2 separate regions of the Mus musculus genome follow, and region 1 is linked to region 2. The links are chromatin contacts, called in public HiChIP or PLAC-seq maps. All regions are on one chromosome and are shown on one strand. Each heading gives the region's core, a stretch centred on a gene start, on an enhancer-like site or on the middle of the called end of the contact. The rest is flanking DNA. Distances are from core to core; before and after follow the strand shown.

Region 1 (5,405 bases), core at 1,568-4,067, 410 kb after region 2:
AGGATTCCACACTGTTTTCATGTAAGAAAAGGTACCCAAAGTTGCTCTTTCTAGTTCTTTGGCGTATAAAGACTGTGTAACTATATGATACATTTTATCTAAGTATATCATAGAACTCAAAATGGTATAACTACCACATAATTATATATAACATATAATTCCCCACTCATTCTTTTTCCAAGCATCTCTGTCTTATCAGTACGCACGTGATAGGCACATCTTTATACTGTGGTTGCTGTGGCACGTTGCTCCCTTCCAAAGGAATCTGTGTCACTGTGGGCATGGACTTGTTTACAAGCACCTGTTTGTTTTCCACTTTCTCACCTACAGAAAAGAGAAGAGCATTAAACACATCGCCATCACCTGACCTTTCTCATGTAATGAATCAGAAACAGACTGAGCACTACATGCCAAGTGAAACCCCAGCCCAATGAACTAGAACTGGAGATCACACAGCAAGGCAGACATCACCCCAGTCAACGGAGTTCACGTATCTATCTCTTAGGCTATCAGAGTAGGTTAGGAGCACTACTTGTTTGTAGACATCTCAACCAGTACCAAGCCACCGCCAGCTTACCTTGGAAAGGAAAAAATAAAATCTCTGGTTTTGCTACTATTTCAGTTTAAGGAACAGCTACTTAAATAACCATTCTCCTGCCTATTTCCAAAGCCATGGTGATCTGTGTTAAAGCTTCACAAAAATTTCCAAAGAAACAAAGGTAGACAGAGTGAAGGAGACTCACACACTTGGCAGATTCATGTTCCCTAGAGCACCGTCCATGCAGAGCGGAACTATGGCTGGGTCGTACAGAAGATGATTGGTCTGACACCAGACTTTTCAGCTGGTCCCTGTGTTCCGCACAGCCCTAATATGCAGTCTTCCTTTCAGACCACCTCAGCTACCAAACTTCTGTCACTCATACAGGTTTCCACTGGAGTTTTCTGATTCTTTAGCAGACGCCTCTTACCCATCTGCAGACATCAGCGCATTTCCTAACAGTGCAGATCTTCTTCACCAGGGCAAATCCTCTTGCCACACAATGATCTCATGGTTCTCTCTCTGATCCCTTACTCTGGATGTAACCTGACATGCTTGTGTGTGATCTGATGTAATGTCTGCCTTCTACACTAGCCTGTAGGACCAAAGGCAAGGGCTGTCTCATTACAAACTCATTACACGTTTGTAATCATAATGAAGTCCTTCCCTTTAGGGAAAAGGAAGTCCAAAGTCAGACCATAGACAAAATGTGTGAATTTAGAAATAACCAGCATAGATGCAGAGTCAAGACCGGATTCAAAACATGGTTTCAAGTGTGGCTTTTGTGTAATTTAAGGTTATGCCTAGGATGCATTTTTGCTATGGGAAAACACACTTAATGCATAGAAAAACATAGGAAGAAAATTCAGTGAAAATGACCACACTGGCTGAATGTAGATGGGGGTATTACAGTACAGATTACTTTCTGCCCTGTTTATCAAAAATTCAGAAATACTGTTAAGTACCTCTCACAATTTAAAAAACTATACACTGAAATCCATTATTTTTTAAGGGTTTTTACCTGGAGAACAAATGCCATCTGCATCTAAAATTTCATGTCGCCAGATGGGTTTTCTGGTAGCAGCATCCAACATGGGACCCATCACCTTATCAAAGGTCTGATTGGTGTATCGTTTCAAGGTGCACTTAGCATTTTTATACACAAGACAACGCCCAAAACCTGAAATGAAATCCCAAATGGGTCAGAATCCCTGGTAATATGAAACTAAGAGAAGACATGGATTTGTGGTACTCAATAAGCCACTTCTCCACACATTTCCAGAAACAAAATGAAAACACAAACTTCAGACTACTTTACCATTGGTCAATAAGCCACTTCTCCACACATTTCCAGAAACAAAATGAAAACACAAACTTCAGACTACTTTACCATTGGTCAATAAGCCACTTCTCCACACATTTCCAGAAACAAAATGAAAAAACAAACTTCAGACTACTTTACCATTGGTCAATAAGCCACTTCACCACACATTTCCAGAAACAAAATGAAAAAACAAACTTCAGACTACTTTACCATTGGTCAATAAGCCACTTCTCCACACATTTCCAGAAACAAAATGAAAAAACAAACTTCAGACTACTTTACCATTGGTCAATAAGCCACTTCTCCACACATTTCCAGAAACAAAATGAAAAAACAAACTTCAGACTACTTTACCATTGGTCAATAAGCCACTTCACCACACATTTCCAGAAACAAAATGAAAACACAAACTTCAGACTACTTTACCATTGGTAAAACCAATGTTACCGGCAAAACCCAAGTAACAATGAGGATGGCTCTTGCTCCTCTGCCAACTGTCTATGTAACACTGATTCCCACAGCCATGCTCCAGCACACCATCCAACAGGTCATGCTGGAGGACAGTGACACAAAGCCACAAAATACCACAACGGCAAAGGGCCTTAGAAACCACCTTTGGGCATTCTGCGTGAGGGCCAGAGAATTAAGCAGTGTCACTCAGGAAGTTGGTAGCACACCTGAAAACAGACCAACCCCACCAAGTCTCAGGCCAGGCTGCTCAGCACAAACTCTCTGTGTTGTAGTTTCTGTCAAGCCTCCCTGAAAGGTCTTCCTTTCTTTGATTCTGGCATTTATGGTTAGAGCTAAGCAAGCAAGCAAGCCTCCTCCCTTTTATAAAGTGAGAGTGACTGTAGGATGAACAAAATGTAAGATGGAGTCATCTGCAAGTCTCGGGTGCTGCTTATCATCATGGCTCCCAGTGGCCTGTGCAGCCTAGGGAAACTCAGCTCGGAGGGCCAGCTGCTCTGCTAATATTACATGATCTGAAGCTGTGATTCAACAGCCATTAACAACACGCTGCAGTGTATGGGAGTCCAAATGGCACGAAATCATCCCATGGCTTCTTCTAAGCATAAATGGACATTTTATTTATAGGCGGAAGCTTAAAAGCTAACAGAGGGTAAACTCTGATCATTAAATTGTATTTCTGATAGACATCACAAAGTCTTCAGATTTCCACCATCAACGTTACCAGTTAATCAGAAAGGAAAATATCTAGTTTCAAAGCATGGCTGTTGTCACTTGAAAAAAAAAGGGGCATAAATTCAGTGCAGCCAACATTAATGCCAGTGACACATGTCTAGGAGTACTATTATGGCTGCCTAGCAACTAGGGAGAGGGAAGGGGAGGCATCGTGGATATGCCAGAGAGGGAAGGAGCTAGAGCCTGAATAGAGAAGTCAGCCTGCAGACCAGGTGGTGCTGGCTAGGTCATGCAGTGCTGACCTGTGGAAGGAGAACGTTAAAAGAGGGAAGCATAAAAAAAGCACAAAAACTACAAGATAAGGTTTGTGTCTCTGTACATCCCTGGCTTTTGACATGTGGCTAACAAATGGATCATAGGCTGTGCACTTAAGCTGTATAGTAACAGCCCTTCCCACCTGCCCTCTCAACACGTTTATTGTTGCATGTATTACCAGATTTATTAAAAACAGACACCCCACCCCACCAACCCCCACCCCAGCCCCCAGCCCCCCACCCCCTACCCCACACACAAAAAAATGAACCTTTCACATACTATTTAATTCCTGGTGGGGAAAAAAAGCCCCTCATTATATTCTCTATGAGAAATGTTCAAGTTACTAGTAAAATAAAGAAATAAAGATCCTGAAGTTAAACATTTAATACATTGTTTCAATGTCAGTCATTAAGAACAAAGCAAGCAAACAAAACCAACACAAAAGTGTAGCAGGTCTTACAGTTTTCTCGACATGGCAGTGAACCACACCCAGGAGACCTCAAGGAAATGGCTACACAAGAGCTGCACAATGACAACACTAGCTGATATGCCAAGGTGGGCAGAAATGCACAAGTCTCTACGCCTAGATTAAGAGCTATAGGCAATCAATGGCTGCCAAGAGGGAAAATAGTTTTCTTACAGACAGACTCCCTGCTAAGTAGTCAATCCCAAGTGGTCAGTCCAAAACACATGTACACACAAGCAACATTTAAGACTCTGGATAGGGCGATGAAGGAGGGAGGAAGATGGGTGGCAATGATGTAAATACAGTACTCATACAGGAAGTTCTCAATTTAAATAAAACGATACAACAGCTCCAGTTTGTGTATAAAATTCAATTGTTTTGAACCTGCACTGCATTCTGACCCCAAGTAATATTTATAATCATCACTTACTATATCTAATTCTGCAAAAGAGTTCTTCTGGTATTTAAGAATTCACTTACCTCTGTCCAGAGAGGCCTTGTTCAAAACCAGCGCGTCCTCAATGTCATAGCCGCTGTAGCTCATCACGGCAACAGTTGCGTTCTGGCCAGCCGGCAACTTCTCAAAATCTATCAACTCGATTGTTTTTGTTTTAACCATGGGCTTTTGTGGATATGCTAGTAGATACATAAGTGTATCAATTCTGTTCCGTTGATTGTAGCCAATGGTACCTTTATTGATATTGGAGAAAACAAAAACAACCATTATATCCTGTAGAATAATCAGGTAGCAGTGAGTTTAAATACTTAAACTTAACTGAAATGAGGAGAACCTCAGGTTAAACATTTCAAAATAATACAATATAGCTATTGATTTTTTCTAAAGCATCTTTATTACTTTGATTATATTTTTTTCTGGGATTTCAAATATTACTGAGAAAAGTTACTAATATTTGAAATCCCAGAAAACATATAATCAGAGTAATAACAATCTAAACAATTTCAACTTTTTTGGACTTAATAAGGGCAATCGATCCTATTTGCATAATTTTCGTTGTTACTGGTTAATTTCACAAGTTAACTTCACAATCCTGCACTGGGCTCTGTTAGGATGACTTGAGCAACACTGGGTTTTCACATGCAAGAGCTCACACAGCAAGAACTAATGACAACAAAAGATTTAAATGTCAGAAAAAGTGAGAATGGATCAGGAAAGAAGATCTCAACTGAAGGCAGAGAAGCACGGGCTTGCTAATTTGTTATTTATGAAGCACCAACTAACCAACAAACAAAACCTCCAAAGACCATCACCTGTCAAACACTAGGAACACTTGGGAAAAGGCTAGGGGCCCTCTCTTAAGGAAGTGAAAATGCAGCCTGGCTAGGAGGAGGAGGGAGGACACTGCCTGGCTAGGGTGAGGAGGGGGGACACTGCCTGGCTAGGGTGAGGAGGGGGGACACGGCCTGGCTAGGGTGAGGAGGGGGGACACTGCCTGGCTAGGGTGAGGAGGGGGGACACTGCCTGGCTAGGGTGAGGAGGGGGGACACTGCCTGGCTAGGGTGAGCTCTTTCCTTCTTAGCCTTCTCCCCTTACAGGCCTTAGAAGGGTGTGTTACTGGGGTATTGTTAACTACAAGTGAAATCTGAACTTTAACCCTACA
Region 2 (6,139 bases), core at 679-3,178:
CAAATAATCGAGACTGTCAAAATAGTTTTAAGTATTTTTCTTAAAGAAACATGAAATAGGATTAAAATATTCTGCCAAGCCAGAAAACCAGTACTTCTGTCATCCTCACTAAAATACACTTAATTTGTTCAATAGATGCTGCCATTCCTACTTTGTGCCACATCTTGTTGAGACAATGAGTGAACATAAAGACCGTACTCTTAATTGTATGTCATCTGGTCCAGTAGCATCAGAATGTAGGAAAAGGGTAAAGACTCAAGGACGGAAACGGGAAAGTCAAGATTTTCCCCGAATATAAACATATATATATCAAACACTTTTGAATTTATATGTTAAAATCAATTAAACTTTTCGAATGATGTTTTCATTGAACTTTTTTCGAATGATGCTTTCATTGAACTTAGTTTCTGGTATAAGTGCTGCTATACAAAAAAAAATGAAAGTGAAAAATGAAAGCAGATGTGTATTAAGCGTTGCTAAAGCAAGAATGGAAACATACTTACCTGTTAGTGTGATAGCCCTTGAGCGGCAACAACTAGAAGTTTTAAGCACTAACCAATAGCAGATACAAATACCCACAATGTTTCCTTTTGGATTAGTAGCGTTCACAAGATACAAAAGACACAATCAAGTAAGATTTCGCTTCCTAGTCTAGGTGTTTCTAACTCTTCCCAGCAGCCCTAGCTCCCCCTCATTGATCCACCTTTAGGCACAAGCAAGTCTTTTTTTTTTTCCCCTGAGCAGAGCAGTGACGTGGCAGGAGAGGCAGAAAATGACCCTAGAGGCTGGTGCTGGCTTGGACACCTCCTTCCTCCGCCCCTTCGTTGTCCATCCAGCACACCCTAGTTCCTGCGGAATTCCAATATAAGACGGGCTTAAGAGAGACGATCCAACTTGATCCCGAGTGGCAGCTCCGGGGCTAGACTAGATGCTGCTTGTGCATGGCAGGCTCGGTTTTGGATTGAGCTTGGGGTCGGCAGTGACTGCACTGGCGGCTGCTCCAGGACTCCTTCCCCCCTGCTCCCCAGTCACTCCTTGACACTGCCAGCGCCCCTCTTCATTCCCACACCTGCGGGCTTAGAACAGGCGTGGGAGTGGAGTTCCCGATTTAGGAAGAGCAGCGGGAATCTCCGCTTGGAGCCAAGCCCTGTGTACTTGAACCCACCGGGACCGTTTATCAACAGGTCAGAAGTTAAGTGGGGCAAGGAAGCTGGGCTCCTCCTCGGATGCCCCATCTCCTCCTCCGCACCAGCCTGACACTCAAGGCAAGAGGTCAGACCCAGGCTTCCAGAGCGACTCCCTTCAACTGCAGACACCGCGTCCACAAACTCGTGGACCCACTGGGGTAACCCCATACCTCCGTACGCCCCCCAACGACTCCCGCCCATCCCCCTCCCGTTCAGTGTCCCCCCGCAAAGGGCCAGGCTGGAGCGGCCAGGCCCCGGGGTCGTGCAGGTGAGGTGCAGATGAGGCTAACGGGAAAGGGCCCGGAGTGCGGCCACTCAGGCCGACGACACCCTCCCGCCCCCGCCCCAGCCATGGGACACACTCACTCACCGCGGGGTCGAGGCCGGGAGCTGCGGCCGGGCGGAGGGAGCGGTGGCACGGAGAACAGCAGAAGCGGCCGGGGCAGCAGAGGCCCTGATGCGGCCCGGGAGTGGCTTACGCGACCTAGATGCTCTTCTCCGGCTCAGAAGTCGGAAGACTCTCGGTGCGAGGTCGGTGCGAGGCGGCGGCGGCGGCAGCGGCGGCTTCTGGCTGCGGACGTGGCGCCTGACGCGACCCGCCCCCTCCGCAGCCTCCGGAGCTCCCGCCTCCTCCCGCGCCTCGGGTTCCGACGCGCACGCGCACTCGCGCCCCCGGCCCTCCGCCCCCCCACCTCCCGCGCCCACCGGTCGCTCGGCGCGCGCAGCCCTCCCAGCAGCCCCCGGCCAGCCTGCGCGCGCGCCTCATCCGGAGGGTCTCCCCGCCCCCTCCGCCCCGGCCACCCAATCAGAGCAGGCGAGGGGGCGCTGCCCCGGCGAGGCGCGCGCCTCCGGCCTCGCCCGAGTCTTCGGCCACTCTCCGGGCTCGAGGGAACTAACGGTTATGGGGGTTTAGAACTTCTCCCCTGAGGAGGGCGGCATGCTCGCCGGTGTCTCCCTCTCCTTCGCCCAGGGGCTTCAACCTTTAGCTGCTGCCCTAAGGGAGTGACGGGCAGGGCCTCTGTCAGTCGCTCTCCCCAGGGCGCTCTGCGAGCCTGTGTCACCGAGTGATAGGGTGAGGCGAGGCCTTGCTAATTTGTGTGGGGTTTTTGTTGTTGTTGTTGGTCCACCTGGAGTCCTTGAGCGTAAACATGTCAGGTTCGCCCTCATCACACAGCGGATGCCCAAGGCCTTTCAGGGGGCCTTGAATTTTGGTAGCGAAAGAAGGTTGGTTCATCGATGTGAGAATTGAACTGGAGAGGGAGGAAAACTGTCACTTCCTAACTAGGGCTTCGTCAGGGCCCCTCCACGTTCTTGCCAGCCTTGGGGGGAGGGGGGATCCCTGGTGGGGTCCTGTAAAGTATTGAGCAGCCTAAGAAGATGCTGTCTGGGAAGTCCTCTGGGTTCAGCGTTGCCTCTGCTTCAGATGGGAAACAGGACAGTGAGCTTCCAAGGGGGCTTGTGATAGCTGCCTAGGAAGGCTGTGAGGAGGAAGCAGAGACGTGACGAAATGGCTACCTGACTAGATAATTGCTATTAGCTTTTCCTTGACTCTCAACATCTTTAAGATAAAAATGACAATAAGTCCACCCTACACTTTTGGGAAAGATAAGAAGAGAGACTGTGGGTGTAAGGGGGCTTTACTGAGAAATTATACCAAAACGTGAGATTTTTTTTCTTTTCACGACCTAGTTATCAAGTGGAAACATACACAGGACAGGGGACCTCAATTTTTAAATGAAAGTAATCAGCGTGGTGTAACTGGATAGCAAGTGTTTATCAAGTCTCAGAAAAGGGATGCTAACAGCAACAACAAAAAATCCTGAGAGGGAGCTAACCTTGGTTCAGTTCTTAAATAGAATGAACTAGAGCTTAACCGTTATCAAATCGATGAATTAAGTCCATTCAGATCACTGTGCTGAAATTATGATAATCTTGTTTTACAGAACTAAAAGAGAATGATGATTAGGAGAGTTTGAACTGTGGTATTAACTGAGTACCAATCTTTTATTGTCATAGACTCCTGAATTCTTAATAGGATTTTAATAGGTGATTTCAAGATTGAACCCTGGGCAAAATTACAATGCAGAACTTTATAACTTTCTTTCCAAATTGACTTACAGTTTTGCTAGTAATTAAGGCTATAATTCAAAGCAGTGGTATATTCTGTTTCATAAACCAATGAAGGTACCAGGGAGCTTTTGGCTCCTTCTGAACCTACAAGTACAGGTAGTCCAGTATTTCTTATAGATCTGACCCCAGTCAGTTCTTGCTGTCTCAGTTTCCTTACCTATAATAATGGAGAGAGGGCCCAGTGGTTAAGAGCACTCACTGCTCTTGCAAAGGTCCTGAGTTCAGTTCCCCACACCCACATGTCAGCTCACAGCTATCTGATGCCATCTTCTTTTTAAAAAGAACAACATCCCATTCAGTTCTAAGCCACTCTTGTCTATATGAGAATCTTAATTGAATTGTTTCTATCCTGATGCTATCTTGATTTCAGATAGCTTGGTGTAACCAGAAGGAACCTCAATGAAATCAGGCCCTATTTATTTTATAGGCTGACCTCCATTGTAGTTCTTGATTCTAATACTGTAATATCTTTATTTCTATATAATGTCTTTAAATGTCTTCAAATAATGAGTTCTTAATGCAGTAACTTAAGGCAAAACTTTCTTATACTACATTATAAATAGCTGAGATTATGACTCAGTTTAGAGTACTTGCCTAGCATGCCCCAAACTGTACCTCCATCACCTAAAACAAAAGTTAATTCTAGTTTAAGTGCCTCAGTTTTTCTCTAGTTGGTTACATTCAAAAAATTAGTTACCTTATTGATACCCTGGAGTAATTAGCAGTGACATTGCTTAACAGACTGGGCTAGTTCAAAATGTTAAGACCAGAAAGTAGCAAGACAGAAGACAGAATTGTGAAAGCAAAACATAAATTATATGTTGTAGCACTGAAGCTGAAGGAGGGGTCCAACCTTCTGCTCAGTACAGGAAGTTGATCCAGTTCTTTGCATAAATAATTCCTTTGTTGAGTTGACATCATCTTCACAGTATTTCTATTGGCATTTATATGATGAATTAGTGTAAGGGCAACACATTTTTATGTTCACTTTGTCATATACTTTTGGTATTTTGAAATGAACTAAATGATCAGAAGCTTTGAATAGGTTACCATCAATGTAAGTTATAATACTTTTCTATTTTCACATTCTTACTGGTTTCCTGGCATAATTACTTGAACTATCTTGGCTTTCCTTGACTCACTACCTTTTTAAACATATAGTTTGACACCACTGTTAGTCTGTGTCATCTCATTTCTTTCAATAATGAGGCAAACATTCTATTCTATATTCATGCAAAGAAATGAGGCAGTTAAGTTAGATAATTTGGCCAACCTCACAACTGTTTAAGATAAAATTCTATAGTCAAATTTTATGACCTCAGTCCAACTTCTAAACAATCATACTATTGTTTGAGATGAACTCTCTCTGTATAAGTCAGGGTGATCTTGAATTCACTGTCTAATTCAAGCTGGCCTCAAACTCTTGATCTTTCTAAGTTCTGGGCTTAAGGTAAAGCCACTGCACTCTAACCACTATATTCTAAGAGAGAAAAGCAGTCCCTAAATCTAGCAAATGGTCCAGTGCTGATTATCAGGAGGCTGTAACATTGCTAGAATATACCTAGGCCTTGGTATTTTCTAGTTACGCCAAACAGCATGAGGCCTACTTTCTAATATTTGAACATAAACAAGATCATGAATATAATCTAGGTCACCAAATAGAATACACAAAAATGAAAATGACAACTAGTAAGTGGCTATTGCTTCTTCACCAGTTATTTTACTCATTCTAGCCTTTCCTCTTTATAGGTAAAATTTATGAAGATAACAAATTATACAATCAGTCACTCCTGCTTCATCACGAAAGTAAGGCAAGAAGGTTCTACTTCCTTAAACTCTCCATCAAAGCATCTAACACAATCCTAAATCCTAATAGCCCTGCCTTACATCCTGTTGCTGAGATGCCATGTGATTTACTGTGATTTGTGTTCTCCATTTCTCCAATGAGTGATAATCACAGTTTGTTCAGCTTGCAGGAATTCTTGGTGATTTTTGGCAAAAGTGTGTTAGCAATTCTTTGTGTTCTCTCTCCCATCTATTTCTATGGAGTGGAAAACATGCTGTTTGGTAGAAGATAGACATGAGTAGTGGAGCTAGGAAGAGTGGTCCTAGAAAACAGCCCACAACATCTTCCTGTTTGTGCAGCCTAATAATCCCAAACTACAAGCTTCATATCCATCACCCAGCAGACAGCCTACACTACTATGTATGAGCGAGCATCTCCAGGAAACAACTGACAGCTGTTCTCAACTGTATCCAACTCATCCCAAACACATCCTGTTCTCTGCACATCCAGTGTAAGGTCACCCCATATAAGGTAACATGTCTGAGTTCAAATGCCACCATTGCGAGGAATCCTTGCAAGGTAAAAAGTATGTGCAGAAGGATGGAGCCAACTACTGTGTGACATGCTTTGACTCGCATTGTGCCAATATCTGTCAGGAATGCCACAAGCCCATAGGTGCAGATTCCAAGGAGGTGTGTTATAAGGAGCAATTCTGGCACAACACCTGCTTCAAATGTTCCAAGTGTTCTCAACTCTTGGCTACTGAGACCTTTGTTGCCTGGGACAAGAATATCCTGTGCAACAAGTGTGCCACTCGAGTCACCTTCCCCAAGTGCAAAGGGTGCCTCAAAGATATTGAGGAAGGAGACCATAATGTGGAATACAAAGGTAGTATCTGGCATAAAAACTGCTTTGTCTGCACCAACTGCAAGGACATCATTGGAACCAAAAATTTCTTCCCTAAAGATGAGGGATTCTACTGTGTGACTTGTTATGATGCCTTGTTTACCAAGCATTGTATGAAATGCAAAAAGCC

What was found. HiChIP or PLAC-seq counts read pairs in DNA pulled down with a chosen protein or histone mark.
Region 1: an H3K4me3 HiChIP or PLAC-seq map of stem cell-derived neural progenitor cells shows a contact between it and region 2, with 2.4 times the contacts expected there. The contact joins the enhancer-like site here to the promoter of Tmem263 in region 2. A contact is called at or near these places in 5 of 39 promoter capture datasets (the 3T3-L1 cell line, 3T3-L1-derived adipocytes, cranial neural crest and 2 more), 1 of 484 Hi-C or Micro-C datasets (embryonic stem cells), 3 of 115 datasets of contacts at active chromatin or transcription factors (embryonic forebrain, memory CD8 T cells and stem cell-derived neural progenitor cells) and 1 of 9 other capture datasets (embryonic stem cells).

Annotation. Positions count from the first base shown.
Region 1 is chr10:84,691,868-84,697,272 of GRCm38.p6, reverse strand. Polr3b (polymerase (RNA) III (DNA directed) polypeptide B) reads right to left here. Exons shown (of 28, transcript NM_027423.2): 20 at 4,267-4,476; 21 at 1,560-1,718; 22 at 207-324. Among named protein-coding and RNA genes, the nearest start is that of Rfx4, 61 kb to the left of the region's middle. Within about 2 kb of position 2,817, at least 11 of the 459 cell types and tissues checked have an H3K27ac peak or open chromatin away from gene starts, as enhancers often do. A contact at or near this core is called in stem cell-derived neural progenitor cells, where this site is marked.
Region 2 is chr10:85,098,416-85,104,554 of GRCm38.p6, reverse strand. It overlaps Tmem263 (transmembrane protein 263), which reads right to left and starts at 1,928. Exons shown (of 3, transcript NM_001013028.2): 1 at 1,558-1,928. Fhl4 (four and a half LIM domains 4) reads left to right here and starts at 2,060. Exons shown (of 2, transcript NM_010214.4): 1 at 2,060-2,259; 2 at 5,067-6,139. The coding sequence starts at 5,640.